Linked DNA regions of Sus scrofa: region 1 is linked to region 2. The links are chromatin contacts, called in public HiChIP or PLAC-seq maps. All regions are on one chromosome and are shown on one strand. The core of a region is the stretch at or near the end of the contact, and the rest is flanking DNA. Distances in the headings are between cores, read along the strand shown.

Region 1 (6,942 bases), core at 1,607-4,106, 420 kb before region 2:
CAGTGGGTTAAGGATCCGGCATTGCCATAAGCTGTGGTATAGGTCGCAGATGTGGCTCGGATCCAGCATTGCTGTGGCTGTGGCTGTGGTGTAGGCTGGCAGCTCTAGCTCCAGTTTGACCCCTAGCCTGGGAACCTCCATATGCCACGGGCGCAGCCCTAGAAAGACAAAAAAAAGACGGCAGATGTTGAAATAGCATACAAGAACTTTAAAACACAAGGAGTAAACTGATGAGGAATCTCAGGAAAGAAATGGAACTATTAAAAAAGAGAGCCAAATGGAAATTCTAGATCCAAAAACTGTATGTTAAGAAAAAATTTATTGGAGGGGTTGAACAACAAATGAGACACTGCAGAAGAAAAGATCAATAAACTTTAAAATGAATAGTCAAGCCCCAGACTGGGAGAAAATATTTGTTTTCTCTGTGTATATCCGACAAAGAATGTATCTCAAATATATAAAGCACTCCCAATCAGTAGTAAAAAAGCTAATTCTATAAAAAAAAAGAGTAGAACACTTCAACAGACACTTGACAAAGAAAAAGGTATTCAAGTATCCAGTAGCCCTTGGATAAGTTCTCAGTGTCACTAGTCATCAGGGAAGTCAGGGATATGAAAATTAATACCTCAGCATGCCACTACTACACCCCCTACAGAATGATTAAAATTAAGACTGATGCCACCAAATATCAGCAAGGATGTGAAATAATTAGAACCCTAGTTCATTGCTGGAGTTTGAAATGGTATAACCACTTTGAAATTTGTTTAGCAGTTTATGATTAAAAAATGGAGTTCCTTGGTGGCTCAGCAGGTTAAGGACTTGGCATTGTCACTCCTGTGGTTAAGGTTCAATCTCTGGCCCAGGAACTTAGGCCACAGATGCACCAAAAAATAAATAAATAAATAAATAAAATTAAGCATACCTTTATGACTCAAGCAGTATTATCCAACAGAAACAACAGCATGTATCTACAAAAGGACTTGTAAAATAATATACATATTAAATTTATTCATGATACCCCTCAAATGGAAAGGATAATCAAATGATGTTAAATAAATCAATGGGATACTAAGTAATAGAAAAAAAAGAATGACTTGGTACACAGTAGCACATTCATGAATCTCAAAAACATTGTACACTGTTCATTTCAAAAAAATGAAGCCAGACACAAAAATGTACATAGAGTATAATTCCATTCATGTGAGGTTCTAGAACAAGCTTAGTTTGCGGTAAAAGCAATAAGAAAAGTGGTTGCCTTGGTGGACGGGATTGTCCAGGATGGGGAAGGGGCATCAGAGAACTTTGTGGGGTGTTAGGATACATGAGCGTGAGTATCTTGATGGGGTGGAATGGTTTACATACATGTGTGCATTTTATCAAAACTCTTACTGTTCACTTAAGATCTATGCATTACCCTGTGTAAATTAATCATCTGTTTTTTAAATGACCGCCCCCCCCCAAAAAAGGAACATAAGTTCAGGAGATAGACCACCTTGGTTCTTTGTTCAAATCATGATTCTGACACTTAAAAGCCTCATAGCTTTGGGCAAGTAATTTACCCTCTCTGTGTTCTGGCTTTCTCATCTATAAAGTTGAGATTAAAATAATACTGAAATATTAAATGAGGGTTTCAAACAGGGCCTGATACACAGAAACATATTGACATTGATAATGAAGAAAACATAGCTGGTTTTGTTTGCTCTAGGTTTAACTATGTTCTTGTTCTTTGAGGGTTGATAAAGCAGATGTGCTGTCCTGAAGAACTAACCGTCTATTAACAGAATGTGTGTCAGAACCAGCCTGTGCACTTGGTTTGGTCTCTCATATATTGTTTTAGCAGAAGAAAAAGGAACAGTGTCTTTGGGGCATCGAGCAGCTGTGTGACTTTGTTCAGGTTACTCGTTTCTCTGACCTTCTTAGTGTCTTCATCTAAAATAAGGAGGTTTGGGAAGTTCCCTTCGTGGCTCAGTGGTTAAGGAACCCAACTAGGATCCGTGAGAATGCAGGTTCGATCCCTGGCCTTTCTCAGTGGGTTGGGGATCTGGCGTTGCTATGAGCTGTGGTGCAGGTGGCAGACACAGCTCAGATCCCTCGTTGCTGTGGCTGCTCTGTAGGCCGGCAGCTGTAGCTCCAATTTGATGCCTAGTCTGGGAATTTCCATATGCTACAAGTGCAGCCCTAAAAAGCAGTCAATCTGTCAATCAATCAATCAATCAATAGGAGTTAGTTGAGTGACTCCTCACTGAGGAGTAGATGCCCCTGTGAGAATCCCATGAAAACCTCCTCTCTTAGGAAAATGCCCCTAATACACATACACAGAGAATTGCGTATAATTATAGAATATCAATTGCTTTGTAACCTTTAGGAAATAATGAGTGTGTATGGTGGTTTGTTTTGCTTGTTTTCCTTTTTAAGGAAAACGAAATCTGGCTGATGTCCTACCTTAGCGAGGTTAATGAGAAATCTGGTATCTGTCATTTTGAATTGGCTCCTTCCCTCATTATTTTATCCTACAAAAACCATGGTGCTTATGTGAACTTGAAAATTACAAAAACCATGGTGCTTATGTGAACTTGAAAAATACGGCAGATCCTCACCCTGGCCCTGGATCCTCAGGCCTGGTTCTTGGCACACATCGTCCGTGACTGCCATTGCTCTGGCCTAGGCCCATGGGACCCTTCAAGCAAGTGGTTACAACGAGGCTTCCCCATGTTCCCTGTTGAACTTGGCCACGGGGATCTGCTCCAAGGCTCCCAAAGTCACAGCCACCCAGTGCCCAGTCCTCTAGGTTATCCATACACCTCTCCCCATCCAAGGCCATGCCACAATCTGGCTTAAGTTTCCACTCACCCTACAGAACCTGATACCTTTCTATTCCTAGTCTCCAGGAATCCCAACTTGTTTCTCTATCAGCTTCCTAAGCCTGCCTCTGTTCTCTTCCCCTCTCATTCATACAGCCCAATTTTAATCTTATAAATGGGCCAAGGTCTTTGAAAACCAAAAGTAGTCTACGCGTTCTCCTTTTTATGCTAAAACACACAAGGCTGTTAATTTCCTGCTAAGCTAAGAAACTCCCAGGTGCAAAGACAAAAAGGCCTGGGAACATCCAGAAAGTTAGGAAATATGCCATGTGGTCTCAGGTCTCAGAGGTCACTCCTAGCTGGATTTTCCTGTGTTAGCCATGAAGAAGCAGTAAGCTCACCGAAGCAGGGGGAGAGTCTCAGAAAAGTAATTAGTGTAGAACAGAGTTTGAGGAAGACAAAGGAGTGGAAACCAGGCTGAGAGGTGGATTATAAATGGAGTGGTGTGGGCGTGCCTTAGTAGGGAAAAAAAGCTCTTAAACGGGAAGATGAAAGCCGAGGACTGTACTTTATTAAAACAAATTATCATTCATTTTAGATGCAATCACAGTCTGCTTAAACTTGCTATAAATGAGCAGGAGGTACCACTTTTTACCATGGGACCTGTAACTTGACCGCTCAGTCAGGTCAAGACACTGATCCAGAGGGTAATCTAGGTCAATTTAAGTGTAGTTCATGTTTACAGGTCAGGGTTCTGTCTACGCAGAGCTACTTCATTGTCTAGACAGTTAGGAGGCTTAGGGGGAATTGCAGTGATCTCTTTAGCTTGTCACATCAGAGTAACATCAAAACCTTTTTATTTTTTTCCTCTGTTGACAGAATAACACTGACGGACTCCACGAACTTGCCTGTGGGGGCTTAATTTATTGCCTGGGAGTTGTATTCTTCAAGAGCGATGGCATCATTCCATTTGCCCATGCCATCTGGCACCTGTTTGTGGCCACGGCAGCTGCAGTGCATTACTATGCCATTTGGAAATATCTTTACCGAAGCCCTACAGACTTTATGCGACATTTATGACCAATCTGTACTAGGTCTCCAAACCAGTATTATTTCAATTATGGCACTTAAAAGAGTGAGGTCAGACCTGAAAACTGCACGGAGGAAAAAACAACAAAGAAGACAACTGCACTGACTTTCTTTATATCTTTTGAATATAATTACTGTGAAAGTACAAAAGCTGTGTTCTGGAGTTTTCCCCCTCACAGCAAATAAGTAAAGTTGTGACTTAATTATTCATTCCATTCCACTATTATGAAGGACTCTGGATAGGCTTGGCCAGCTGATGTTTACAAACCAGAATTTTGTATTTTAATTTTACAGATTTTACTACATGATTTTTCTAAATTACCAGGTCAGGTTGTAAAAGTCAGTGCAATAACAAAACTTCCTTTTTAAGAGAAAATGATTTCTATCACTTTCCCATTAGCCGTGTAAAGAATCATGGACAGAACTTACACTACTTTTTACCATGTTTCATCTTGGCATAACGTGGTTATTTTTTAAAATAGAAACTTCAGTTTTTTGTAAATTTTTTAAAAAAATAATTCATTGAAGCGCATCTCTGCGGTTCCTCATTCATGTGAATTTTTGCAGCAAGCTGTCAACATTCCACAAGAGAACAAACATTATACCTCTTCTGATAGTTTTGTGAAGCATGGAGAAATTGCCAATTTTTAAAAACTGCAAGTTTTCCAAAACTTTTCTGCCAACCTCTGACTCCGAATTCCGTGCTGCTTTGGGTCATATACTTGACCTAGTTAGGTGTCCCAGTGATGGAAAAGTATTTTGATATAAACTTTTTCAAAAGATTCAACCTTTTCTCTATGCCTTTGCCATGTTTTCTTCAGGGTCTTTTCTCAACAGCGGATGCCTATTCAGTCTGTATTAGAGTATTGTTGGATTGGCCATCCATAGAAAACTCCTGAAGAGCATTCTGATTACAGAGAATAGTGGTCATGCCTGTTTGGTGCCTAATGGTTAAGTCATTGTCACTTAGCTGTACATTATCAGTTTGATATTCATTTTAAATTGTGGAACTAGATGCATAAATTCACATTTCTACCTTTCCTTTGCATTTCTTGATATACTTTTTTCTTTTTCATAAAAAAAAATATTTAAAGCCTTGTTTGGCAGATAAAAACTCATGTGCCTGTAGTCCATGGGTTGTATCCTGACTCAGTGGAGTGGTATTTAATATGTTGTTTTTGGTTTTCCCTCAGTGTCTTATATTAAGATTAACATATCAGTTGCTTTGTTGGTTAATCTCCTGGTGGTGTTTTAATAAATGAGATAACCTTGCCTTTATATCAGGTGCTGATAGCCTGTTTTCCAGTAATGGGTTTGATCATTGGACTTGTTGGCTTGACAGTATATCAAATTCAATTAATTGAAATATTGTACTGATGTGGCTTTAAATGAGGGTTTATTTTGTGTGTGTGTTTAGAAATCTCTGACTTTGGTAAATTACATGGGAAAGAAGAACAGAAGAACTGCTTTTTTGCTGGTGAATTCTTAAATAGGCAAGGTACCCAGTCATAACACCGTCCAGACCACCCCTTCTGCATGATTCTGAACATCTGGATGCCTGTTGTTTTATTGTGTATATTTAATTTTTAATATATTAACTTTTGTGGATTCATTTGAAGTCTGCTCTAAAGTAACACTGTCAAAAACCACTAAAATGTATATAAAAAATTGTGCTGTAGACTAAAATAAAATTGTTACTTGGATTTGTTCCACTGTCTCTAAATTAGATGACTGTGAAAATGATAATGCGTTTTTGAAAGCTTGAGCTCATCTAGTATTTGTCATTTGTATACTAGCCTTTTTTTTTTTTTTAAAGTCAGGGTGAGAAGACAAATGTGCCCTGTCATCTAGAGCTTTCTAGTCCACTTTTTAATAGTTGAATTACCAGAACCAGTGCAAACATGAAAACCGAACCACAATTTTCAGTTTAAAATATGCTGTCAGGGCCTAAAGATTATAAATTTTATACATGATGTGTCTGTCACAGAGAGGCCTTTTGGTTTAGTTTATATAACATACTGTAAGGCTGGGGTTACATGTTTTTATGTTAGCAAGCAGGCACGTATCATGTTGCAAAGCTAACACTCTGTGAGTGTTAGGTTTCATCTCCCTCTTCTACACAGCAGGAACCAGAGTCAGAGAACTTCCACTGCTTCATCCTTGGCCAGGGATCTAGGAGCAGGAACCCAGGTCCATCCAGTTCCAAAACTTCCTATTCACTTTGTACCACAGCATGTCAGCAAAAACAAATGAGTTGAAAAACTTGAACTGAAAATTGTCAGGCATGCACATGGCAAAGGAAACAAAGATTCACACAGTCTCCATAAACCCTCAGGCAAACCTCTGTCAAGTCTGATTTAGAAGACTGAATGCCTTGAAGCATTATTATTCCCAAGAACTCTGTCCTCTGCTCCACCAGGGTAACTCATCTCTTTTTAGAGCATCTGGCAACCTCTGTGCTGTCACCTTCCTTATCACTATCTGCAGTCTTACACTGGTATCTGAAAGCCAGACCTCTAATCAACTGCCCAGGTGACTCCCACACAGCCCAGCACACTTCACTCGCCTGGTCCCAAACTGAGTTCATTATCTCATCCTTATTCCCCCACCAAATCCATTCCTCTCAAGTGTCCTATCCTGGTTAATGGCATAGCCACAGTCATCTATCCATCCTTCATTTCTCACCCCCCAGATCCAACCAGCTAGCCAGAGCTGCCACCTCCACCTCAGGCCCAGCTCCCCAGTCCAGGTCCTCACCTCCTTCCCACTGCAGGGTCCTAAAAAGCCCAGGTAGCAATCCTCAGACTACTGCAGCCCCTTCTCATCTGTACTCCTGCCACTGGTCACACCTCTACACTGCTACCAGTGTTATCTTCCTGAAAGTCTCTCCCTGCTTCAAAACTGCCACTGACTATGAGCCTATACAACGTAGGCCAATCACCTTCCTGTGGCCTCTTCACTCTTCCTGATCTTCCTCTCCCTGATTCAGCTGAACCCCACAGGCCAGCCCCACCCCAACATCTTGTGCACATGGTGGCTTTGTAACTCTGTT
Region 2 (6,723 bases), core at 2,644-5,143:
TTGTACATTTCTTATTTATTTAATTCCTAGGCATTTTAATATTTTTGCTATTAACTTAATGTCTTTAAAAACACCTATTATTTTGTAAAGGATAACAGTTTTTGGAAAGTCTAGTAGCATCTTCTAGAAAACAATTTCTTTCACCCCAAATTATACCACATGATTTAATGTCTATTTTTTAATGTCATTAATAAACTAGCTGAAGGGAAAATAGGCACAATTCATATGTCAGATTTTAGTTGAAAACTGTGGAACTGTAATGTTGTAAGATACATCCAAGCGTATCTTAGTTAACATTTCAATACATAGACGCCTACATACAGCGTACAGACAATTAATTAAATAGAAGACATATTGAGCTATCATTACAAAGATTAAAATAATACTTTTAGAATAGACTCATAAGAGCTTTGTAAGAGCTAATGCTATCCTCCCTTGACAAAGTAGTTTTATATCTACTTCAAAGTTCTTAACAAGCTACGCGCCAAGGAACTCTAATGTTTTTCAGTTGTTCCTCTAAAGTGAAAAGATAACCAGATGGAAATAGACAAAGGGCAAGGTATGGAAACAGTGGAGGAGGGATTTAACACTTCATACTGAATCCTAACAGTCTCCCCTCTTCTTCCTCCTCCCTCATCATTTTAAAAACGCATAAGAGAAATGTGCTTTGTCAGAGACTATTGAGGTCATGTACATCTAAATGTCTCTGAAGACTCATCATATTATTTCCATCAAGCAGGGATCTTTAGTTCATTACTGAGTGTGAGAACTTATGCTTATGCTATTAGAAAGGGGAAAAAAGAAGGGGAGATAATGAGGTTTTTTTTTTTTTTTTTTTTCTCTTTTGTCTTTTTGCCATTTCTAGGGCCGCTCCTGCGGCATATGGAGGTTCCCAGGCTAGGGGTCAAATCAGAGCTGTAGCCGCTGGCCTGCACCAGAGCCACAGCAACACAGGATCTGAGTCCTGTCTGCAACCTACACCACAGCTCACAGCAACGCTGGATCCTTAACCCACTGAGCAAGGCCAGGGATCGAACCTGCAACCTCATGGTTCCTAGTCGGATTTGTTAACCACTGAGCCACGACGGGAACTCTGAGGTTTTTTCTTAGGAGAGCATTCACTGTTAGCCTTTCCATGGGTATAAATTAGGGATCTAATTGTTTCTTCAGATTCACACACTACATAAAGTAACCAGATTCCAGATAGAGCAACAAGGACATATAGGGCATCCCTTGATTTTATGTTCAAATAGGAAGATTTGGCTAAGTTCAGAAGAATCTAAGGACATTAGGTAATGGCTTTTGGTATTTGCTAAATAGCTCATAAAAGTAAAAATTTAGCACGTTTAATAATCAATTATAAATAATAGGGGAAGAAAGGATTAGTAAAAGTGAGAGGGCAAAATCGTCTTAATGAGGGCATTTGAGGAGACAGGGTATCAGTAACAGTGGGAAATCCAAATCCAGAATTTTGACACTGAGGAGTTCCTGCTGTGGTGCAGCAGGTTAAGGATCTGGCGTCTCTGCAGCGACTTGGGTCACTGCTGAGGCACAGGTTTGATACCTGGCCTGGTGCAGTGGATTAAGGATCAGGCGTTGCCACAGCTGTGGCAGCTTGGATTCGACCCCGGATCCCTGGCCCAGAAACATCCATATGCTGCCTTTAAAACTCTACAGGTGGCAGGGGTGATCTGGTGAGCACATAAAAATATTTTTTAATTCATAAATATCATTACAAACAAGTTAATAATGACAAAACATTAGAAACCACCTACATATGTAATCGATAACTGGTTAAACAGTTTTTAGTATACCCACATGCAATAATACTACACAGTCACCAAAAATGATCACATAGATCTATTCCTTCATGTCTGTTGATTTGTGAAGAAGTTCCCAGTACATTATTAGATGAAAAACAATAGCTGGCTAAAAACAATGTATAGAATAATTTCGCCTTTTAAAATTACATTTATGAAAAAATATCCACTAAAATGTAAACAATGACTGACAGAATGTCATTTTCTATTTACTGTTATTTTTAATTTTCTTCTTTAAATCGTTCTTTATTTTCTGAATGTTTCACAATGAGGATGTATACTTTGACATATCATTTTGATAAAGGAAAAATATTTTAAAATTTAGTTATTAAGTTTGAGAGTTCCTTCTTGGCATCTAGTATATAAGATTAGTTCATTCTAGTTCTCTCTCCTTTACAGTCATATTCCCCTTATGCCAGTCTCTTCTTTTACCTCCATTTGTTAAGTTATCAGTACATTTTACAAGTTGAAAGAGAAAACAACATAGATCTGGTGTTTACCCAAGAAAACTGGCTATATGCTTTAAATAACATCTTATGACTACTCCCTTGTAAGCAAATTGGCAAGCAGTAAAATAAATAAAACATACCTTTTCCTGCTGTTATTTATTTATTTATTTATTGGCTACACCTGTGACATGAGGATGTTCTCAGGCCAGGGATCGAACCTGCACCACAGCAGCAAACTGAGCGAGTGCAGTGACAACGCCAGATCCTTAACCTGCTACACTACAAGGGAACTGCATCCTACTATAATTTAAAAAGAAATAAGACCCATCAAGGAAGCTCATAATTATCAACAGTATTTAATTTCTTCTGAAATTAACTTGCCACAGTCCATTTAAAAAGAAACACTGTGGAACTCTCCTTGCCCCTGGTTTTATGTTCAAAAGAGCACTGCAGGAGTTCCCACCATGGCTCAGTGGTTAAGGAACCTGACTAGCATCCATGAGAACGAGGGTTCAATCCCTGGTCTCCCTCAGTGGGTTAAGGATCTGGTGTTGCTGTGAGCTGTGGTGTAGGTTGCAGACATGGCTTGGATCCAGCATTGCTATGCCTCTGGCATAGGCTGGTGGCTACATCTCTGACTGGAACCCTAGCCTGGGAACCTCCATATGCCCCGGGTGTGGCCCTAAAAAGACAAAAAGACCAATACAATACAATATAATAAAATCGCCCTGCATTGGAAAAAGACTGGTCCACTAAAGGCTAAGACATCCAAGTTTAAGTTCCAATTCTGCTGCCCAGGAGCCATGTAACTCTGTGCCGCCATTTAACTACTCTGCTCCCCAGTTTCTTGGCAGGTAGAATAACAAGATCATTCATAAAAGTTCTTTTTTGCCTCAACAAACTAAAATTTCTATTTCATCCTAAACTAGAAGTACCCACCCCCAATGTTTTCAAGGGGAGGATTTCCTTTATCAAATGTGCATGACCCTCATAAGATCAATCTGGTTCATGAATAAGACGGGGTAACCTGCAGTCTGGTCATTTGGGAGGAATAAAAAGTGGGGGATAAAGAGTGCTTGTCTAGTGAAATTTTACACTAAGATCATTTCAAGGGAGAAGGAGGGCCACCCAATAAATTATCTGTCTGGACTCTGGGACTGACAAATTAGAAGTGCCTGCTATTTATAAATTCACTGGAACTAATATTAAAAATGTAAATATTTCTTGTTGTAAAGTTAGACTTACAGACTCAGTATCACACAAAAGTAACAGCGTTTAGAAACTGTGACAACTTATACACTTACGACAACAGAAAATTCTTCGAGATAGCAACAGCTATTTATATAACCGTAGGGTTGCTTAAGAACATTGGCATAAGTCAGGGATGACTCCCTTCCCTGAACTAGACATTAATCTTTTTAAAATAGCTTGAAAGTTTCAGGAAATCAAGATATAAAAGGTCAGTCAAAGAGTTATTTTACTATCTTCTTTATTCTGTGCCCAAAGGCAATATTCCCCCTGGTGGTGCATTTTTTCTTTCAAGACTCTAAGCAGTTCAGGAATGCTACTCATTTGTCTTGGAGGTAGACAAGCAGCATCTACTTATAACCCACAGCCCAACCCTGAGAGGAACAACAGAAAACTGCTTCAAAGAAGGAGTCCTAAGCTTCCAGAACAGCTCACTACTCCTTGGACTACCTGACTGCCTTCTGCTTGCCAATCCTCAGCTCAGTACAATCACGTGCATGTACTATGCCAAGTGCTTATGAAATTATGCTGAACAAGCCAAGCCCTCTGCTTTTATGGTATCTACATGCCAGTGTTGGAAGAAAGATAATTTTAAAAAGAAACAAGGTGAACTAGGTTTCAGATATTGTAAGGTAAAATAATCAAATGTAACTGGACAGAGGAGTTAAATGCTAGGATGCAAATAATAGGTCAGCCAGGAAAAAAAAATTTGAGAGACCAAGTTTTTCAGGCAGAGAACAGGTCTCAAGGCAGAAAAAAAAAAAAAAACTTGGCGTGTTTACAGAACAAAAATGCGTGGCTAGAGCGTGGTGAATGGGGAGAGAGAAGAGATGAAGTTAGAGAAGTAGGCAGGGTTAATTAGATTCTTAGAGGTCATGGCAAGGAGGGTGAATTTTTGCTTGATTTTATTTCATAACAACCCGACTATTCTCAGGAGACCTGAATCTGCCCTTTACCTCATCTCTTACCTTTAAGTTCTACTTTTTCAAGGCAGACTGACTGTACCTTAGCCTGAATTAGGTCAGAATGTCAGTCAGTTCATTTGGGATATAATAAGTGGGGGGGGGGCAGTACAAAATGAAAAATGCAAGGCCCCCTGTTTACAAAGTTATTAACAATCCACAGAATGGGAGAAAATATTTTCAAAGAAAGAGACTGACAAGGGATTAATCTCCAAAATTTATAAACACCTTCTGCAGCTTACTATCAAAAAACAAACAACCCCATCAGAAAATGGGCAGAAGATTTAAACAGACAATTCTCCAAGGAAGACATACAGATGGCCAAAAAACATATGAAAAGATGTTCAACATCACTAATTATTAGAGAAATGCAACTCAAAACCACTATGATCTACCACCTTACACTGGCCAAAATGGCTATCATCAAAAAGTCTACAAACAATAAATGCTGGAGATAGTGTGGAGAAAATAGAACCCTATTACATTGTTGGTGGGAATATAAATTAGTGCAGCTACTGGGGAAAACGGTATGGACAGTCCTCAAAAACTAAGAATAGGATTATCATTTGATCCAGCAATCTCACTCGTGGGCATCTATCCAGAGAAAACCATGACTCAAAAAGATACATGTACTCCAATATTCACTGTAGCACTCTATACAATAGCCAAGACATGGAAACAGCCTAAATGTCCATCAACAGAGAAGTGGATAAAGAAGCTGTGGTACATATACACAATGGAATATTACTCAGCCACTAAAAGGAAATAAATACCAGCATTTTTAGCAACATGGATGGACTTAGAAATTATCATGCTAAGTGAAGTCAGTCACATAGTGAGACACCAACATCATATGCTATCACTTACATGTGGAATCTAAAAAAAGGACACAATGAACTTCTTTGCAGAACAGATACTGACTCAGACTTTGAAAAAATTATGGTTTCCAAATGAGACAGGATGGGGGGTAGGGGGATACACTAGGGGTATGGGATGGAAATGCTATGAAATTGGGTTGTGATGATCATAAAATTCATTGAGTAATAAAAAAACAAAGTTATTAAGATAATTACTCAAGGTAGTGATAATAGAGCATTAAACCAAGTACAGGGTCCAACTAAGTGAGGGGCCTTTTTAAAGGTACAGCCTTCTGTGCTGACTGAATAGGTCACATACCATGAAGCTGGCCCTGGTCCTGATGTTACTTGGGAAAAAAAAAAAAATGCCTCTACTGATGATTTCTGTTTTCGTTTTACTTTGTCAATCATATCAAATTATTCACAATCTTTTGTGTGTGTGTGTGTGTTTTAGGGCCACACCCTCGGCATATGGAGATTCGAGGCTAGGGGTCTAATCAGAGCTACAGCTGCCAGCCTACACCACAGCTCACAGCAACAAAAGATCCTCAACCCACTGATCGAGGCTAGGGATCGAACCTGAAACCTCATGGTTCCTAGTATATACAATTATTCACAATCTTTTATATAGAGTAGCTTCTCAAAAAAAAGTGGTTTAAAGGAAGCTGCCTGGAAATAAGAAACTAGGAGGAGTTCCCGACATGGCGCAGTGGTTAATGAATCTGATTAGGAACCATGAGGTTGTGGGTTCGACCCCTGGCCTTGCTCAGTGGGTTAAGGATCTGGCGTTGCCGTGAGCTGTGGTGTAGGTCGCAGATACAGCTCGGATCCTGCGCTGCTGTGGCTATGGCAAAGGCCGGTGGGTACAGCTCCGATTAGACCCCTAGCCTGGGAACCTCCATATGCCGCGGCAGCAGTCCTAGAAAAAGGCAAAAAAAAAAAAAAAAAAAAAAAAAAAAAAAAAAGAAATAAGAAACTAGGATATCAAGACTTACTGAGACAACCTAAGCTATTATTGTGTACTAATTGGAAAACAGTGATTATCCAGTCCATTCTCAAGCAAACTATAATTCACTTGATCTTACCGTTTACTCAAATGCATTACTCTTCCTCTTTTAGGTACAAAGAAAGTACTGTAGTAAATACTTACCAAATAAACAGTTGTTACTACTGTTGGAATAATTAGGTACTTCATATTGACAAGTGGATCTAATAGCTTTATTAGGCAACCAGCTAAGAAATAAACTTCAGTGACTGATAAGATTTAGGATGCACTGTCCTTAACTTATATGATGTATTAAAAATATTAAAAAATATAATTACAAACCAAATTTTAAATACATGTTTATAATCCTTACATCTTCAGAAAGTTTCAAAACCAATAATC

What was found. HiChIP or PLAC-seq counts read pairs in DNA pulled down with a chosen protein or histone mark.
Region 1: an H3K27ac HiChIP or PLAC-seq map of skeletal muscle shows a contact between it and region 2, with 5 times the contacts expected there. The contact joins two enhancer-like sites. A contact is called at or near these places in 2 of 5 promoter capture datasets (fetal liver and liver) and 1 of 2 datasets of contacts at active chromatin or transcription factors (skeletal muscle).

What each region holds. Positions count from the first base shown.
Region 1 is chr12:31,694,500-31,701,441 of Sscrofa11.1, reverse strand. MMD (monocyte to macrophage differentiation associated) reads left to right here. Exons shown (of 7, transcript NM_001044595.2): 7 at 3,681-5,593. The coding sequence ends at 3,881. Among named protein-coding and RNA genes, the nearest start is that of MMD, 26 kb to the left of the region's middle. Within about 2 kb of position 2,856, at least 5 of the 83 cell types and tissues checked have an H3K27ac peak or open chromatin away from gene starts, as enhancers often do. A contact at or near this core is called in skeletal muscle, where this site is marked.
Region 2 is chr12:31,280,626-31,287,348 of Sscrofa11.1, reverse strand. The region is part of intron 1 of STXBP4 (syntaxin-binding protein 4); the gene reads right to left. Among named protein-coding and RNA genes, the nearest start is that of STXBP4, 6.9 kb to the right of the region's middle. Within about 2 kb of position 3,893, at least 8 of the 83 cell types and tissues checked have an H3K27ac peak or open chromatin away from gene starts, as enhancers often do. A contact at or near this core is called in skeletal muscle, where this site is marked.